Linked DNA regions of Mus musculus: all the other regions are linked to region 4. Evidence: chromatin contacts called from public promoter capture Hi-C data. All regions are on one chromosome and are shown on one strand. Each heading gives the region's core, a stretch centred on a gene start, on an enhancer-like site or on the middle of the called end of the contact. The rest is flanking DNA. Distances are from core to core; before and after follow the strand shown. Region 1 overlaps Rrp15 (ribosomal RNA processing 15 homolog (S. cerevisiae)). Region 2 holds the start of 1700023G09Rik (a long non-coding RNA gene). Region 3 overlaps Tgfb2 (transforming growth factor, beta 2). Region 4 holds the start of Slc30a10 (solute carrier family 30, member 10).

Evidence for each region. Promoter capture Hi-C pulls out the DNA fragments that hold promoters and counts their contacts.
Region 1: a contact with region 4 is called in a promoter capture Hi-C map of hippocampal neurons, with 7 times the contacts expected there. The contact joins the enhancer-like site here to the promoter of Slc30a10 in region 4. A contact is called at or near these places in 5 of 39 promoter capture datasets (cranial neural crest, embryonic stem cells, hippocampal neurons and 2 more) and 3 of 115 datasets of contacts at active chromatin or transcription factors (embryonic forebrain, embryonic stem cells and stem cell-derived neural progenitor cells).
Region 2: a contact with region 4 is called in a promoter capture Hi-C map of hippocampal neurons, with 5 times the contacts expected there. The contact joins the promoter of 1700023G09Rik here to the promoter of Slc30a10 in region 4. A contact is called at or near these places in 1 of 39 promoter capture datasets (hippocampal neurons) and 1 of 115 datasets of contacts at active chromatin or transcription factors (embryonic stem cells).
Region 3: a promoter capture Hi-C map of liver shows a contact between it and region 4, with 5 times the contacts expected there. The contact joins the enhancer-like site here to the promoter of Slc30a10 in region 4. A contact is called at or near these places in 4 of 39 promoter capture datasets (embryonic stem cells, hippocampal neurons, liver and 1 more) and 1 of 115 datasets of contacts at active chromatin or transcription factors (embryonic forebrain).

What each region holds. Positions count from the first base shown.
Region 1 is chr1:186,721,196-186,725,653 of GRCm38.p6, forward strand. Rrp15 (ribosomal RNA processing 15 homolog (S. cerevisiae)) reads right to left here. Exons shown (of 5, transcript NM_026041.2): 5 at 1-351. The coding sequence ends at 208. Among named protein-coding and RNA genes, the nearest start is that of Tgfb2, 17 kb to the left of the region's middle. Within about 2 kb of position 2,221, at least 33 of the 459 cell types and tissues checked have an H3K27ac peak or open chromatin away from gene starts, as enhancers often do.
Region 2 is chr1:186,923,515-186,927,979 of GRCm38.p6, forward strand. 1700023G09Rik (a long non-coding RNA gene) reads left to right here and starts at 3,104. Exons shown (of 4, transcript XR_865834.3): 1 at 3,104-3,563. The region is part of intron 1 of Gm39732 (a long non-coding RNA gene); the gene reads right to left.
Region 3 is chr1:186,679,478-186,684,365 of GRCm38.p6, forward strand. The region is part of intron 1 of Tgfb2 (transforming growth factor, beta 2); the gene reads right to left. Among named protein-coding and RNA genes, the nearest start is that of Gm26169, 5.2 kb to the left of the region's middle. Within about 2 kb of position 3,259, at least 33 of the 459 cell types and tissues checked have an H3K27ac peak or open chromatin away from gene starts, as enhancers often do. A contact at or near this core is called in liver, where this site is marked.
Region 4 is chr1:185,452,952-185,457,376 of GRCm38.p6, forward strand. Slc30a10 (solute carrier family 30, member 10) reads left to right here and starts at 1,897. Exons shown (of 4, transcript NM_001033286.2): 1 at 1,897-2,728; 2 at 3,401-3,478. The coding sequence starts at 2,113. Gm2061 (predicted gene 2061) reads right to left here and starts at 2,617. Exons shown (of 3, transcript NR_040305.1): 1 at 2,085-2,617; 2 at 1,054-1,182.

The DNA of each region.
Region 1 (4,458 bases), core at 971-3,470, 1.3 Mb after region 4:
CAAGAAAAAAAATATTTCTCTGTACAAATATTTTAGAAAAACAGGTTAAATTTCTGTAAGAATTAAAAATACAGCTTTAATACAGTCTGCACCTGAGGAACCCTAGAGCACAGGTTCTCAGGAAGTCCTAGCATTTGGCAGATGGCCATGCGCAGGCTCCCAACCGTCGGGTCATTTGCAGCGGAGCTGGATGCTCCCGTCTGCCGCTCAACGGCTGGCTGCGGCCTCTGCCCTGCCACCAGCAGGCTCCTCGCCCTCGCTCTCCTTGTCCCAGTCCTTCATGCTGGCTCCCATCATGAAATCATCTCGCAGAATCTTCCACCCTGGGCTCTCTTCTGATTTCACTTCAGTCTAAGAAAAATCACAGAACCAAAACATTCACAAATCAATTTAACCATAAAGAAAATTTAAAAATTATATACTTCAAAACAAACTTTTCAATATGTACTTTGAAATGAGATAAAACCAAAATAATATAAAATTGATTTTATATTCTGTGCTCATGTATATACAAATACAGAGTAAAGAAAAAATTTCAATTCTACCAATGAAACATAAAAGCAAAATAATTTAGAGTTGGGGAAAATACAGATTTGGCATCACTTTTAAAAATATTTGGACAACATTAATTAACCTTTGGTGGTACCTTATTAGAAAATCCTTGGCAGTGACTTTAATGGAGCCTAAAGTTTAACCCCAAGCGCACTGAAGCGAGAAGCTAACTGGCACTGTGCAGCTGCTTGAGACAGTGCCTCTTCCAGAGTCTGTAGCAGCGCGGACATACAAGGTCTCACTGCCTGACACAGTCACGGAGTCGGGAACTAATAAAGCCCAGGAGTTAGAAGTAACTGAAGCAAGCAACAAACTCAGGAGACAAGTCATTCCACGCAGCCACGGGGTAAGACCTGGAGCTAAGGACACACGCCTTCCTTTGTGGAACAACAGCACCACCGTGTGGCAGTCGTGTGTACTGCAACACTGACGTGACCAAAACCAAGTCCTGTTCTCACAACCACAGGTAGTCTGCAAATCTATCCCATCTGGGGGCTGTGTCTATGTAGCAAGCATTTTTTAAAAAGACACCAAAATGTCCGCAAGGTTTCACAAGCTAATTACATAACTGTGCTACAGCTTGTTTATTTTTTAGGAACCTATTTATGTATTAAGAGGAAAAATGGACCGCTTCTGCCTTTGTGGGATAAAAAACTAAATCACAGCTTGCACCCAGAACAGCCGGGAGCCAGGGAGGCAGACAACTGCATAGACTGGGAGCTGACTTAGTAGTTCACGTATCGACACCGGCTGCAGTGGAACCAGCACTGGGGACTAGAAACACTCGTGTGGTGTGAGACCACGACAGTGGAATGCTTGTCAGGTGAGTGGCCGGGCCCTGTTCCCCACTGACTGCTGGACTCTCTGGAGCGGAAGCTCCACAGCTATTCCAGGTTTTCTGACTCAACCCCATGCTCTTGCTGGCACTCAGGACCAACAATTACAGCAGGCTGGCCAACTTAACTGCTCAAAGCTTTTGATTAAAGTAGTAATTTGAAATAGGGTCTCATACTGCAAACCATGTTAGACTACGACTCATTACTGTATGTTGCCCAAGCTGGACTTCAACGCGCAGCAATTCTGCCTTAGCCTCCTGAGTGCTGGGATTATAAAAATGAGCCATCATGACCTGGTTTCAATTCAGTTTTTTTTGGTTTGGGTTTTAAATTTATCAACAATACAATTTAGAATTATAAAAGGCAGTGAAACAAGATTGCTCAGTCTTTGAGAATCAGGAACAATAAATAGATTGGTACTCCAGATAGTCTGAGGGCTTTCGAAATTATGACAGTTTAAGCATACTTCATAGTCTGTAATTTGAATAGCTAAAATTCTTGTTTAAATAAAATACAGCAGGTTTGGCCTAATGGACTAGGCAAGGAACTCTCAGCCTGGAATTCAGGTTCACTTTGGTTTTAAAGCACCCATTAGACATCAAGGATGGCCAACCTGGAGTGAAGCTGAGGAGAAGGGAGGCAGGTGAGAAGGTAAAACTGAGACAATCACACAGGAAAACAGACAGACAATAGAAGACAGTGTGAAGTAGAACCCGTTCAGGAGGCTCCTTAACTGCAGTGCAGAAGAGACAGCCAAGGGAGAAGAAAGTCTCCAGGCTCAGCGTGAAGGAAAGTTCCAGAACAACCTCATGCCAGGCCTATGGAATGCAGTACAGCAGTGACTTCACAGGGCACAAGCAGGCAGAAGATCCCATCACCAAGCCACAACCTTCCTGCCAGCACTGACACAACCAGTAAGAGTGAATGGAGACACGGTACAAGAACCAGGACACTCGGGTGCTAGCTAATATGGGAGCAACCTCGGATGGCACAGCAATGCATTTAAATAGCAGAATGGTCACAGGGACACCCTGAGGGGCGATGGATCCCCGCAGAGAATGGAGGCTTCTATAAAGAATACCTCAGTAGGAATATAGGAAAGTGTGGAGACCCTGGCTTATACGCTGCTCAGTGGCAAAGAGCACCAAACCCTAGCTTTGTACTAAAATAAGTGAGTCTGGGGTGAAATGTGACTTCCAAGACTACATGAGTGCAAAGAGACCTTACAAGGCAGGACAGCAAAACAAGAGACAAACAAAACCAGATGGCTACACTGTCATTTACAGTCCCAGATTCCCTCTAAGTTTCTCAAGAGCATCTGTCAAGGAGCCCTGCTGGTCCTATTACTTACATTTTATCATGATGACCCTGCCTGCCTGTTGTGGCTGTCTTTGCTGTATTACTGAGTCGGTGTGTGCTGGCTAGACCCTCTGCAGCACCACATTTCTGACTCTCTGAGTGCCTGCCAGGTGGGAATATCACTCCATATGACGAAAGGGAACGAGGGCTCAGGACATGAAGCCTTTGTTCAAGCATTCATGAGCAAGTCAGCCCTGAAGCACAGGCCAAAATCCACATCTCTTACACACGCTGCTCTACTACCTGTTACCTCCCATCAACAACCCAGCAGAACTAACGCTAAAATACACAGAAAATGGTGTACAATTGTCTCCTGTATTCCATGCCGGCTTCAAACTTAACTGTGAAACAAGACTGGGCCAGACCTTCTGATCTATCTTCCTGCTTCTACCACTGCCTGTGGGTTACAGGCACGAACTGCAGCAGCACACATGGTTCACACCGTGCTGAGGCTAAGCCCCAGGCATTTGTGCATGCTGGTCAAGTACTCTGCAGGCTAAGCTACATCCCTTAGACCTAACTTCCACAGAAGTCCTAAACTAAGCAGATTACACTGTTCTTCTGCAAGTCGATCTACTGGATTGCTTCATAAGCAATCTTACCACCGAGCATACGGCTTAGAGCATCCACAATGAAGATAAACCAGATAATCACAAGTTAATACAACAACCCCAGGCACAGGGATATTGGAGGTCTAACCTACAGCACTGCATCCCCACCTGCTGTCCAGACCATGTCAGGCCGTGATGTGAGGCTGTACTGATTAGATGGCCTACAGCAACGTGTCTCTAAACCCTTCATGCTTACACTAACTGAAAAGGAAAACGGAGTAGGGTCGGTCAAATGGCTCAGTACTAACCATGCGAGCAGAAGGACCTGAGTCCCAGCCTATGGTCTTAGCGCTGCAAGGGAAAGACAAGAGGACCCCGCTGTCTGCTAGAGAGGAAAGCATTCCTCATCCATCTCTAGCTTACACACACATGTAGGCTAGAGCATTGTACACACACATGTGTCTGTGCACAAGAGCAGCAAATAACACTACATGATGCAAGGTATCCCCAGTGGCCTGCTCTTAGACAGATATTCAATCAAGATCATGCAGATGCAATCGGTGTACATTTTGAAGATGAAGACAGCTCTTAGAGTGCTAACCATTTAAGTTCAGACACATTGGTGTCTAAGGAATGCTAAGGATGAAGACCTGAAGTTATTAATTCAACAGCAAATAATTAAACAGTTTGCTCTCACTCGATTTTGAAGGAAGAAAAGTCAAACCCTAAAAGAATGGCCACATCTTAGGCTTAGCAGTGATCAATGTGTTTATCTCAATTGATTTGTCTAATAACACTGAGTTTTACTTTAATTTTAGCTAAACAGTTTTAGTGCTGGCTGATTATCAATAGCAAACTATTTTCAACTACAGTTGTGGAAGGGAACAACAGTAGCTGCTAATCATGCAGGGTATCCCACCACCTCGCTGGTGAGAAGAGCTGAGGCCTCCCTCAGGAAAGCACAAGGGTTCCCATCCAAAAGATGGAGGCTTCAGGACAAGCAGAGCAGCACAGTGTCAGTTCTCCCTGGTCCTCAGAGAGCCCAAGTGACACCAAGTGTCCTCACGGTGACAAGTGACACCAAGTGTCCTAACAGGGACTCCCTTTCACGTTTCAGTCCGGCTGTAATTTGTCTATTTTTTGTATGGGAAGAGTCTAGA
Region 2 (4,465 bases), core at 1,854-4,353, 1.5 Mb after region 4:
ACCTTTCCTCTGTCTCGAGATGGAGTGACAGCCATATTTAAAGATGCATGGAGTGCACACAGTTAAAAAAAAATAAAGATTTTTATACAACTACTGATTGATTCACAAGTATTAATTAGTATTTTTGTCCTCTAAGATGAACTTGAGTGCAGAAGCCCTCTCTGGAGAAATAGCAAGTGTGGAAATTAAAATGAGATCTTGCCGTACTTTGCATCAAGAGAAGAGAGGAAGAAAGAAAGAAAGAAAGGAAGAAAGAAAGAAAGGAAGGAAGGAAGGAAGGAAGGAAGGAAGGAAGGAAGGAAGGAAGGAAGGAAGAAAGAAAGAAAGAAAGAAAGAAAGAAAGAAAGAAAGAAAGAAAGAAAGGAAGGAAGGAAGGAAGGAAGGAAGAAAGAAAGAAAGGAAGGAAGGAAAGAAGGAAGGAAGAAACCAGGTAGTTCTTATGCTAAAAATAAAGAAGATTGTTTATAATGTTTAAACTGTAAACACAGGCTATGAGAGAGTCATTTTATTCCCCAAACCCAAACGGAATCATTTTCAAATAATTCAAGGAAACCATTTACAGGTAATTAAAGAATGTAGCCGTACATTTCAGAGATAGTTCTCGCTGGGGGTCATTAGCACACGTCAGCTCATTTCAACATGCTAAGGAGCCGGTGCTTATTATAACCCCAATACTGTGCTCAGAACAGAAGCTGGGCTGGTTTTCCTGGCACACTGTGACTGGCTGGCATCCTTTCAGGACGCTGAGAAAACAGTAAGGAAGTTTCCCCTCATTCCAACAACGCAAAAGGAACCTCGCTCAAATGAGCAAACCTGGGCGCCGGCTGAGGGAGACCTAGGCTCTCTGAGGAAGATGATTTAAACAGAATGCTCCGTTTCATGCTTGCAGCTAGTACTAAATCTACCCCGGGAGGATATTTTAAAGCCGAAAGAATAGTATCACACTCACCATTAAGCCTGATACATATGCCTCACAAATATTTGTTTAATAAATAGTTACTTAATCGTATTTACTATCAGTGCCACCACTAAGCACTTATCTATCAGAATGTAACTCTGAGAAAAAAAGTATTATTTGGCATTTGAAGTTTAACACTAAAATTTTTTCGACTATTAGAACGAAACAGGTGCATATTTTAGGAAGTTACTTAATTTATTTCTGTAATTTGTTATATAATTCACAAAACACAAATGACACACTAAACTTGAGTTACTTGTGACAATTCACTAAAACTCGAGATATTCCAAAGATCTCTCTCTCTCTTTCTCTCCCTCCCTCCCTCCCTTCTTCCCTCCCTCCCTCAAATAGTTGCTTTAATAATCCACATAATTTTCTCCCTTGTGAGCATACTTTTCCTGATCAGGCAAAATTCCAGGCAAGAGCAGTGACTACAAAGGGTGAGAAATTGTCCAGTAAGAAAAACTAGCACAGTAAATGAATTAACGGGCTATGTGTTTTAAAGGGGAAAACATACAAGTAGTGACCATGGTCAGAGTGCTGTGAACCATCTGTGTTAAATGTTGACAAGGACCTGAACCACAATATGTAACTCTGTTACTTCTCAACATACAATATTAAAAAATCATTTAAAAAGACATTTAGACACTTAGATGCCAGACAGCAAAAGCCATGCGCCTCAATAGGGCTGGCTTCTTAACAGCATAAATGATATTTTATCACTGTCGTTGCTATTAGCTGATGTCACAAATTCTTGATACAATTGTTGCTTTTAAAAAACTTTCCTCAAATAATATTGCTACCCACCATGGCTTTTTCTTAGATCTATGTTTGAAAGGAATCCCTTTTCCTTGATAAAAATCTCTCTTTGTAAAAGAATTAATAATAGAAGAGGAAAAACTCTCAGAACTCTTAAAATATAAAACATGACTTATGGAAGATGTCTGGTTCCAGACTGGCACACAGGGGGCGAATTTGCTTTGCAAAGAGACGCCTCTGTTTGACTAAAGAGAAAGTTCCCAAGAAGCTGGCAGAAAGCGAGAACCTGTGAATGAAGCTTCCAAAGTGGGTCTCAGACTGCACTAGCCAAAAATAAACCGGTTCCTGGCTGAACGACGTAAGTGCAATTGTGAAATTGATATCCCTCCTTGGCCCGGTCCCAGACAATATGTTGCCTTTCGGGGGCTGATCAACGTGATGGATGTGATCTGGGAAAGCCAGGGAGGGTGCTTCTCCTTAATCAAACCCACTGTCCTACACACACACACACACACACACACACACACACACACTCAGGGTGGGGGGGGTGGGGGGAGAGAGAGAGAGGGGAATCATTGTGGATGAACTCACAAGATATTCAAAGCTCTCTTCTGGGTCTCTAGAAATCTGAGAGGCACAAACCAGAGGCCATGCACGGAGAAGTCTGAGACATAAGATGGCAGTAACTGAACAGCTTAGTTCCTGTCAACATGAAATTCAAAAGTCACTCTAATGTCATAGCAAACTTAGTAAACATATGCAGCTTGGCCTTTTGTTTTCTTCCAAAAAAAAAAAAAAAAAAAAAGAGGTTTTCAATATTCTCTCTGTTTAACAGTCATGACCAAGGTCTATTTCCCCCTTTTATTTTTCCTCATTGCTAGTGATGTTTCTAACATAGATTTTAGTGTTTTGATAATCTGTCATCAAAATAACATCCAAAGTCACAGAGGAAAAAAAAAAAAGTCAACTAAAAATCTCTTGGAAACCAACATTCAGCTTGTAGACCCTGGCTTAAGGAGAGCTGGGAATTCTAAACAGCAGCTTTCTGGGTCTAAAATCACTCAATTCAGACTCTTTTTCCCACTGCTACAAGTGAGAAGAGAAGAGCAGCATTCTCATTTCCTGAGGTAAAAATTCCTGACTCACAACGAAGTGGCTGGCCTTGCTGCTTTCTCCTGCTGCTATTGTAATGACTCAGACTAATTGTGTCTTAAAATTCAAAAGATTTCCAGATTGGCTAAGCCTCTTACACACACACACACACACACACACACACACACACACATTGTTGTCCTGTTCACACAAAATATGCAGGAGCCTGACCATCAGCTAATTACATCACAAGCAATCAGTGAACAAAGACTCTTCTTGCCTGTAGAACGAGCCCTGTTTCAAAGCCACTCCAAGAGGGGAAAGAAATTAGGCCCTTTCAGAGAAGGGATCTGGAGTTTGGGTTTTATTTAACTGTACATTCCATTTCAGCGCTGCTGTTGCCTTGATGTTGTGGGATGTTGGTGGCTGTTATTCCTCCAGCAGCTGTGTGGAAGGAACCCTGGGGCTTGAGGGGGTCCCGGAGCTCATCACGCGCACACTGCTGTGGGAGGACCCACAGCTCTTTGGTGAACTATTGTGATGTCAGTTTTACTCAAACCAGTGGAGCGCTTTGCTCTCCAAGAGGCTTTGATGATCTTAAATTTCTTTGAAGAGCGGACAACCTTAACCTGGAGGACGGACAGCAAACTTCCAGTGCTTTCTGCGCATGGAGATGAGATTATTAGACAGATGCAGATCAAAAGAATTCCCAAGGTGTTCGGCTGTAGCACAGAGAGAGACTTTGGGATTGGAGGTGTGAAGGCTGTGAGGATGATGTGAGGTGGTCTGTGAAGTGATGGGTAAATGCAGGAAGCCCAGCCTGGTGCTGGCAGTGACTGCATCTACCTGGTATGGGAGCAAATCCAACATTAGAGTTTTAAGTGAGCTCGATTTGAGAGGAGGAGAGTTCAACGACCGTTTAGATAAAGCATTCACTAAGAAGAAATGACTGGTACTGAAATTACTTCTGCCCCTTTCTTTAGGTTTTAATGATATTCCTGTTTATTTAATATAATAGTCATAATTTTGTGAGGAACTCATCTTAAAATCTTATTGGGGGGTATTACATAGGGAAAAAAATAACAGGACTACACCATTCCAGGAAACAGAGGTGGTTTTTGCATAAGACCAGATGGACTCAGATCAGGAAAGCTTGTGACTGGCTTATACGGCTGCCAGGCTATTTCTCTGGGGCAGAAGCTGAGAAGAGCCCTGGAGTCATTAGATCCTGGCAAGAAAAGAATAATCTCTGGAATGGTGGCTATTTTCTATGACTATACCTGGTTAGTTCTAACCAGGAATGCTGGTTAGTTAGTCTATTACTTTACTCTGATAACTAGCTTTGAAATTTTAAACTCTGCAAACTGATTATGACATCACATGCCTGGAATCCCAGCACCTAAGAGGGAGGCTGGTACCTGAGGACCTGGGTTTAAGGTTGTCCATAGCTACGTGACTAGTTGGAAACCAGCCTGGGCTACACAAAGCACTGTCTCAGAATAAGGAAAAAAAGAAAACGTTCGTGAAATTTCAAATTCCGGTTAATTAAGACTACAATTAAATTGGAATTTTAAGTATGTGGCTTCTATTGTCCACAGGACTGAAGATATGTTCCCTGTCTCTCCAATGGGTCACTCCAGAATCTGTTTGCTATTC
Region 3 (4,888 bases), core at 2,009-4,508, 1.2 Mb after region 4:
GCTATATAGGTTTTTTTTTTTTTCTTTGAAAAATAGCATAGGGATTTTGACTGCGATTACACACAATCTATGAACGGCTTTTGGTGGGACTCCACAATATCAAACAATTCACAACTACAGGAGGTCTTTCTATCATCTAGCATCTTCCTTAATTTCTTGTTTGGAGTTATAAAGTTCTCACTACAGAGGTCCTTCACCTCCTTAGTTAGGGTTCCTCCAAAGTAAGTTTTTCGAAGTCATCACAAATAGGAGCGTTTCCCCGATTTCTTTCTCGGTGTGCTTATCATTAGCATGTAGAAAGACTATTGATTTTTTTATATGTTAAGTCCGTATCCTGCCTCTTTGCTGAAGGTATTAACTCTGACAAAATGTCTAACTGCCTTCTAAATATTTCTGTGTATGTCTCTAGACAAATATTACTCTCGTAAACAGAGAAGCCTTTCTGACCATTGAACAGGAGTGAATACAGAGACCCTGGGCTGTACATGGGATGAGGATACATGATTGCTGAGAGCTCAGACCCACATAAGATATTTGTGCCATCTCCTCGGCTCAGGGACACTTCAGGAGATGGGACGGAAAGAATGTAAGAACAGAAAGATAGGGAGAAGAGCTGAAAAAGTCTACCACTGGGCAAGACACTGCCATGACAATCACACCCTCACCACAGATGCACATCTACACAAAAATGGGCCTATTGTTAACAGCTGGGCATGGAAAGGGGAGGCGGGAAGGGGCCCTGCCTGCCACACTGTTGAGCTATCTGCTGATAGAGTCAGAGGGAGGGAGAGTCATTGCCTTCAGCTGTGTACCCACTGGTGACACTATTGGGCCTTGTTTAAACTAAGTGGGTTATAAAACACAATGGAAAATCATGAACCTGGGATGTGCGGGAGAGTATAGGGCAGAGAATAATTAGAGTACGTTATATACACATACAGAACGGCCAATAACGAGATTAATCAAAGAAAGAAAATTACAACATGGAGGGGGGAGTCAGCATGCCTTCGTTAGCCCAGAGAAATGGAAACACAGGCTGGTGGTGGTCAAATTATTATTATTATTATTTTAAAGCCTATTAATTAGTACTGCTACACTTAGGGGACACAGTGTTCCTCCAGGTAGGCAAGTAGGAGCTGGCCAGTCTGCCACTCAGGGAGAAATTCAGGCATCCTGTGACTAAAGCCTGCCTTCTCTCTCTCTTTTTCAGAAGCCCTCACCATGATGCACAGTGCCTTGCAAGGATTATGGTGCACACTTGCAAAAAAACTCAGTCCCTGTCTCATTTAACAAATATTTATTGGGCTCCCGAATCTGCCGCATTCCTTCCCATGTGTGGGGATTGACCGGCTTGGCAGAAATGGCTATGGAAATTTTTGAGACCTACTGGTTGATCCTACTGGTGCTGATAGGATGCTAATCTTTCAGCAGTAAGTGTTAGAGAATCAATGCACTCTTTATGCAAGTGCGGAGTGCTGAAATTCGCCAGGCTGAAAACAAAACAAGGAGAAAACAAAATAAAACAAACAAACAAACAAAAAAAAAAACCATCACCATTGTCTACACAACTATAAGGACTGTATATTGTACACCATAATTATTGACCAATGTAGGGAGAACGATAACACACTTGTCATGCATCTCATGTGCAGGAAAAAAAAAATTAGTTTTTGCTCTTCAAAGGAAACACATGAGCCCCTGCTTCACCCTGATGTCTGTGTTTGAATCCATGGACGTCTGTCACAAGCTTCTAAGAGAGATATACTGTAGCTAAGAAACCGAAAAGAAGAAAAAGAACACATCTTTCCCTTTCCTGGAAAATAGCGACTTCCTTGTACACAAGACACACATGGCTCCCAGGCCTCCGAGTCTGTCTCTCTGTCATCTCATTCCTACAAATAAAATCTCACTTAAACTTAAAGCTGTATCCCTTAAGGGAGAGCTGCCTCTTGAGTCAGACAACAGCCCGAGTTCATGCTCTGCCTCTGCCATCTATCATCTGGGTGACTATGGGAAAATGACAGGGGATATCTGTAAGCCATACTTCCTGCCTATAAAACTGAATAACCGTGGTCACATATAGGGCCAAAACAGACATTAATTAGCCCAGGACCCAACTAATTAGCTACTATTAGCAACATCATTCAGAGTTTTGCTTGTTGTGTGTATAGGTGTGTACCTGGCCGTGTATCTTCATGTATCTGTGGGTGCACATGTATGTATTAGCAGGTAGAAAGGAGAAGACAACCTGGGCGTCATTCCTCGCTTGCTGTCCATGTTTCTATTTGACACAAGTAAGTTCTCTCACCGGCCAAGAACTCACCTAGCAGGCTGAGTTGGCTACAGTGAGTGTAGGGGTTGCTTCTCTTCTCCCAGCCCTTGCAAACTCAAGTACTAAGTTTCCTAGCCCCACCACTGACTCCAAAGCTAGGATTATAAGCACATAGCACAGAACTGGCTTTTTTATGTGGGTTCTGGAGATGAAACTGGAACCCTCATGTAAACCCTTTACAGCCTGTGCTATGTCCTGCCTTTATAATATTAGTAATGTCAGAATCCACTCTCTCCGCCAATCAACACTCCCATCCTAGATCCCTCAAAATATAACAAAATAGCTAGGCAGAACCACAAGGATTTATTATAAGCAATAGGTATTCCCCACAAACAGGTTCCCAGACCACCTAGACAGCCTTTTGAAAGCTAAAGATTCTAGGACCCTCCACAGATGACTGGGTCAGTACTTCTGCAGTTGGTCTGTCTGTAGCACAGGTGATGTAGGCTTCCCAGTTGACTTGGAGGCACAATGGGGGCTTGAACTCTGAACTAGCGCTACCATGCCAGGACATGAGTGCTTTTCTTTGTGGAGCTCAGACAGAGTCAGAACACCTGTAGGTAGCCATGCTGGTGATTCACCTTGCCCAGTGTCTGAACAACAAACTCCTCTGCTTCCTAACAATGAATGCTACTAGAGTTGATGACCCTTGAAGTCACCACAGTCTCAGATCCTCTGGGGGCCACCTCCAAGGTTCCCCAGATAAGGACAATGGATAAAGTCAGTAGCAGTCAGTCTTGGGAAAACAAGCAACTTGGACTAGAAGGACCCCTGCTGCTGCTGCTGTGAGCACAGATGGAGTCAGCTCCACTCTGGAGCAAAGACACAATCCAACTGAATATTAGAAAAATATGCTCTGACCATTTAGATTTCAGAAGGATCCAAAACCAATTTAGACTCCAGTCGGTGGACAAAGTTCACATTCAGCAGACCGGCTCCGGCCATTGCATCATACACACAACAGGGCAATTCAGAAATACAGATGTCCAGCCGTGTGCAAAACAATGCTTTCATTTTTTTCTTCTCCTTCCCACCATTGACCCCCGAGAGCAGGCTGGAAAAGCTTAGCATCTGTTGCTACTAAGAATAGGCTGTGCCGATGGTTATTTATGAACTCCTATGACATATGCTACCTTGCTCACTCGGGGGTCCTCAGAGCAGAGAGCTGTCATGGCAGTGGGGAATCACACAGCAGCAGCCCTTTCAAGCCAGAGCTACTTACTTTCCAGTTTGCTCACTGAGTACAGCAGGCGAGAGCCTGACTCTAAAATCTGTACCTGAAGTGTCACTATCAGGAGACCAAAGTTCTAGAGAATAACATGATACAGGAGGCTTAAGCCAGAATGACGTTCGCATAAGATATACAAGGAACAGATCTGGTTCCCTCTCACAAACTGCTAGAGACTCAGAGACTCAGAGCCTCAGAGCCTCAAAGATGATTAGCCAGAATCCTAGCTGTGGACAACCTCTACTACAGACACCTCTGGGCGTGTCAGAACTAGGACAACAATTTAGGACCCTAAGGTGAGGGAGGTCACTGCTTTGGGGGTAAGCCTATTTCAGCATTCTTCCAACCATGCCTCTGATACCAGAAACATGTGTCTTCACTGAGGGGACAAGCCATTATGAAAATAAAGGCAAGTGACATGTATGTCTATCTTTGTAACATCAAGTCACTCACTTTCCAAAGCTGTACAGACACAGTGTGGACCGAGTTCATATCGACAATATAGAAAAATTTCAAGCCTGGTGAAAGCACCTCTCTTTGCCAACTCCACTACCTACCCTATGATAGACAGTGTCATTTGTTTAAAATGTTGGCTACACTCTTCTGTGGGCCAGTCCTCACATTCCTCATCCTCTCTCTGTGCCCTTTCCTAATGCTACTAAAGTCAGTCTTGGCCATGTGACTTGTGCAATACGGGTAGGGACTGTCACCATGCCTAAGACAGAGTCCCTGAATGGAGATCTTCCGGAGCATGGTATAGCTGGCTCGGAAGGCATACTAAAACAATACGAGTAACAGATACACATTTACTGTTGGCCACTGGGATTGACAGCAGAGCTTCCCAGGTTGACCTTGATCTTAAGAATGATACTGTATTTCACAGAGTCCAAACTACCATAGCACAGCATTGTGCATGTCTCCAATTATTAGGCTAAATACATCTTCTCAATGAACCAACTTTGAAAAGCAAGCCCTTCGTATAACCCTTTAATTCTATCCTCCAGCCTCAGTCTTTCAAGACTTACAAGAGGAGCGGCTCTTGTAGACACACTTCAAATTTTTCAAAGACCCTGGGAAGTTTTCCTGGATGGCCGCTTCCTGACTTTTGTCATACAAGTTCACCAGAAAGGATAAATCTGTTTCCAGAAAACATAAGACACTTCCTGTTGCTGCCAGATGGCCAAACTACAAAGTACAATCTCAAAGGTCATCTTCCAGGTTCTGGGTCCCATCCCCCTCTCGAAGCTGTCCTTTATCTCCCTAAGCCATTGTTAAGCAACACTTTTGGCCTCTGGGATGCCTTGCTTGAAATCAATCACATAGTGGTG
Region 4 (4,425 bases), core at 647-3,146:
AGAAGTAGACCCGAGGGTGGGGACTGCAAATAATCCCAATACATTATATGCGTGTACAGGGCTGGCAAGAGTAAATTCAATCCAAATTATCAGTATTATTCTTTTTTAGGTTGAGTGTTTTGTTAGTGGATTCCAGTCTCAAGCCAATCCTCTAGGACATTTGAGAGTAAATGCCTGCACCACTGTCCCTTGCTGCACCACTGTCCCTTGCTGCACCACTGTCCCTTGCTCGTTGGCTTTGCTTTGAGGAAGGCATAGAATGTATTTCCAAGCTCCAACCCTGTGCATTTTCTCCATGAGGGTGGTTAAAGTTTATGGGGAGACACGGTTATTGTGCTTTGCCTTCAGACCCTTCCTAAAATGAGTGAGGCACAGGGCTCCCCCATCCACACCCCACTTGTCTTAGCTAGGGTTTTACTGCTGTGAACAGACACCATGAGCAAGGCAACTTGTAGACAACCTTAGCTACCTCCGGAACACAGCTTCTCTGTGCTCTCAGGAAACACTTCTCCGATTTCACCTCGGTGATGCTGGTCTCTTCTTAATCACTGCTGATTTCTTAGCTACAGTCAACCAGCATCCATTGTCCCAGTAGTTCCTTCTGTTCTTGACCCTAAAGCCAGAGCCACGTGCTGAAGTTGCTGCTTGCTGGGGCTGGAACATGGCCCCCTTGTTCTATTACAGTATCACCGGATTTCTGTTTTCCAACTCCTTTACTGCCTAAGCTTGGCTGTCCTGGAACTTGCTCTGTAGACTGACTTTGAACTCAGAGATCAGCTTGGCTTTGCCTCCTGGGATTAAAGGGGCGTACTGCCATGCCCGAACCTAAACTTAGCTGTTGTGGTCTTGCCCCAAGGTCACCACATATTAAAATCCTTCTCCTCTGAAACCTCTAGAGCCAGGCTTCCACAGTTCAAATCACCCTCAGCAACAAAGTCTTCCATATTCCTGCTAGGATGGCTCACTGAGCCCCGCTTAGAGCATTCCACTGCTTTCCAAATCCAAAGTCCCCAAACCCACATTCCTCCAAACCAAAGCCTATCACATCGATACCTCAGTCGATGGTTACCAACTTCTGTCTCCGAAGTGACCAACAGCAAATACCCTTTCTGAAGGGGCTGCAGTGTAGACTCTCAAGTCCAGGACATGTTCCCTTTGAGTGATTGTCACTTGGAACAGGGTCTATTTGGAAAAAAAAAATTGGGTCAATTGAACTATGAGTATAGGGTCACCTTTAGGGGCAGTAGAAATTCTTTCTGACAGACTAGGAAAGGAGACCAAACCTGGCTTCTTTGATGGCCAAGGGACACAAAGAATCCCAGCCTTGGAGTGCTATACCAGTGCTCCATACTAATGCTAATAGCAGTGGCAGCCATGCACCCTGGGCTGCCTGCCTTCCTCTCCTCTGTAGACAGCTCGACTCAGATAGAGACCCCTAAAAGGGAGATGGCGATACTGTGCTATAAGGGAGTAATAGGATTCGTGGCCTTTGTGAAGAAGAAAGGATAAAGGGTTTTGACTATGGGTTCAGGGACAGGGGTTAACGGGAGGAATGAGATACCATTTAACCAGTGGAAAAGCAGGAAACACCTTTAAGGGCACTAGGCTCCACCAGCTCATATGGAATCTGCCCTGCAACTCGCATCTGGGCACGTAGGCAGCGGTGCGCACACCCACTACAGCCTAGGTCCTTATCAGCGGCATACACAGATCTGTAGTAGCCCAGGGGTGAAGGCGGGGTGGAGTTGGAGGAGCGGGACCATCCCGTGCATCTCTCTCTCAGAGAGGGTGGAGGTGGAGATTTAAGAAGATTGACATCCCAATGCGCCCCTCCTCCCAGCAGCTCCGGTCTCCAGCCCAGACCTAGAAGGAGACACAGGCTGGTGGCCACCAGCCAAATCAAGCTTGGGCGGCGAGGGAGGAGGGGCAGGGGCCCCGGGAGGTGGCCTTTGCGACTCTGGGGCCACTCCTGCAGACTCTGGTCCCGCGAGCGCGAGCTGGAAGCATAAAAGGTCCGGGCGGGTAAGGGCGGGCCTGCAGCAGGAGGTGGGCTCCAGACCGCCCCCCCCACCCCCCCCGCCAACCTGTTGCGGGGCGCAGCGGGCTGTAGAGATGGGCCGTTACTCAGGCAAGACGTGCCGGCTGCTGTTCATGCTGGTGCTCACCGCGGCCTTCTTCGTGGCCGAGCTGGTGTCGGGTTACCTGGGCAACTCCATCGCGCTGCTCTCGGACTCGTTCAACATGCTGTCAGACCTGATCTCGCTGTGCGTGGGCCTGGGCTCCGGCTACATCGCGCGGCGCGGTCCCCGCGGCTCCAGTGCCACCTACGGCTACGTGCGGGCCGAGGTGGTGGGCGCGCTCAGCAACGCAGTCTTCCTCACTGCGCTCTGCTTCACCATCTTCGTGGAGGCCGTGTTGCGCCTTGCGCGGCCCGAGCGCATCGACGACCCGGAGCTGGTGCTTATCGTGGGAGCCCTGGGGCTGGCGGTCAACGTGGTGGGGCTGCTCATCTTCCAGGACTGCGGCGCCTGCTTCTCCCGCTGCACGCGGGGTCGCCGGACCCGCCCTTCGCAGCAGCCAAGCCAGGGGGATCCTCGTGGCGCTTTGGGGTGTCCCCAAGAGGCTGCGACAGCCACAGCTCCTGGCTCGGGCACAGCAGTGACTCTCCGGGGGTCCTCGGCCGGAAGAAAGCAGCAGGAGGGCGCGACCGTGTTCTCTAATGTAGCAGGTGCCTTTCGGTTGCATCCTTCCGGACTGGGAGCACTTTGTTCTTCCCTCAATTCTCCCTCCTCCTCCTGGCATCTGGACCCCTTTACTCATCCACTACCTCTTTTTCGGCTCGTTTTCTTGACTGATTTATCAAAAAGTCCCTTCGCTTCTCTTCTCACTTAATTCTCCATCTTTCCCTCCCTCCTCGTTCTCCTTCCTTGCTTGCCTTCTCTCCCCCCTCCCCCGCCCCATTTTCCTCTCTTTCTCCTTCTTGACCCTGTAGTCCTTATCTTCCCCTCTCCTGTGGCAGTATTGATCTTGGAAATCAATTCTTAACTATTGGGCAACGGAGCATTTCCTATCCTGCCCCTTCTCCGGTGCTAACTGGATGTTTCCTCCCCTGACATCGGTGTCAGGGCTATCTCCTGCCTCTTGGGTATTGAGGATCTGGGGGATAGGTGTAGGCTTATCCTTGTCCCGTTTTTAATTTGAAAGCTGTGTGTGTGAAGACCAAGGGTGGACCTCGGGCTTCCTCTGGGTTAAAAGGTACCTATTTGGGCTGAGTGTAGGAGAAGCGGGGGACTCCTGTATGCTAAGAGGAATTGAAAATAACAAAACCGCATTTTGAGATCATTGGTTCTTTTTGTTTGTAGAACTCATACACAACACAAGGTTTCTTCTTTGAATGCAGGTGATTCCCTGAACACCGAGAATGAACCAGAAGAGACGACGAAAAAAGAGAAGAAGTCTGAAGCACTCAATATCAGAGGTAGGCTTGTCTGTGGGCTAGCTCCGGCTCCTTTCCCTGACTCACGGGTCTGTGCTGTGAGTACTTCTGCTTTTAGGAAAGCAACAGTGTGCTGGGAAGTGGGTCAGTTACCTGCAGACTATGACCCTCTCCTCTTGCCTAATCATCGCATTGATTCTGAGGGAGAAGCTGGTTGCTAATGATTTATCTTTGCTCTAATTAAGCCACGCTGAAGCTGCCTGTTCCTGGGCTGACCAGATCAGCGCCATGTTCCTCTGAGTTACACATATGTGTCATGTTCTCATGAGCGTCACCTATCAGTGTCATAACCTCTTGATTGCTACATATGTATCATATCCCACTGATCCCTAGATGTCCCTGTCATGGTCTCCCGAGTTCCACTGAGTACCAAATAATGCCATGTTCTCCTGACCTCCACATGCGTGCCATGTTTTCCTCATCTCCACATATGTATCATGTTCCTCAGATCCCCACATATCCTGGCCACGTTCTCCTGACTCCGACATTTGTGTCATGTTATTCTCATCTCCACAGATGCATCATGTTCTTCTGGCCACCACATTATCAGCGAAATGTTTTCTTGAGCTCCACATACGAATACCGTGTTCTCCCGATCCCTACATATCAGAACCATGTTCCCCTGACCTCCACATATGTGTCACATTCTCCTCAAATTCACTCACATATCATGTTCTGATGAACCTTACATATCAGTGCCAGGTTGGTCTCCACACCTCAGTGTCATGTTCTTCTGATCTCCACATATATGTGTCATATTGTCCTCATATTCCTATATGTATCGTGTTCTCCTGATTCCCACACACCTGTGTCATGTTCTTCTGATCTCCACATATATGTGTCATATTATCCTCATATTCATATATGTATCATGTTCACCTGATTCCCACACATCTGTGTTCATGTTCTCCTGATTTCCACATATGTGT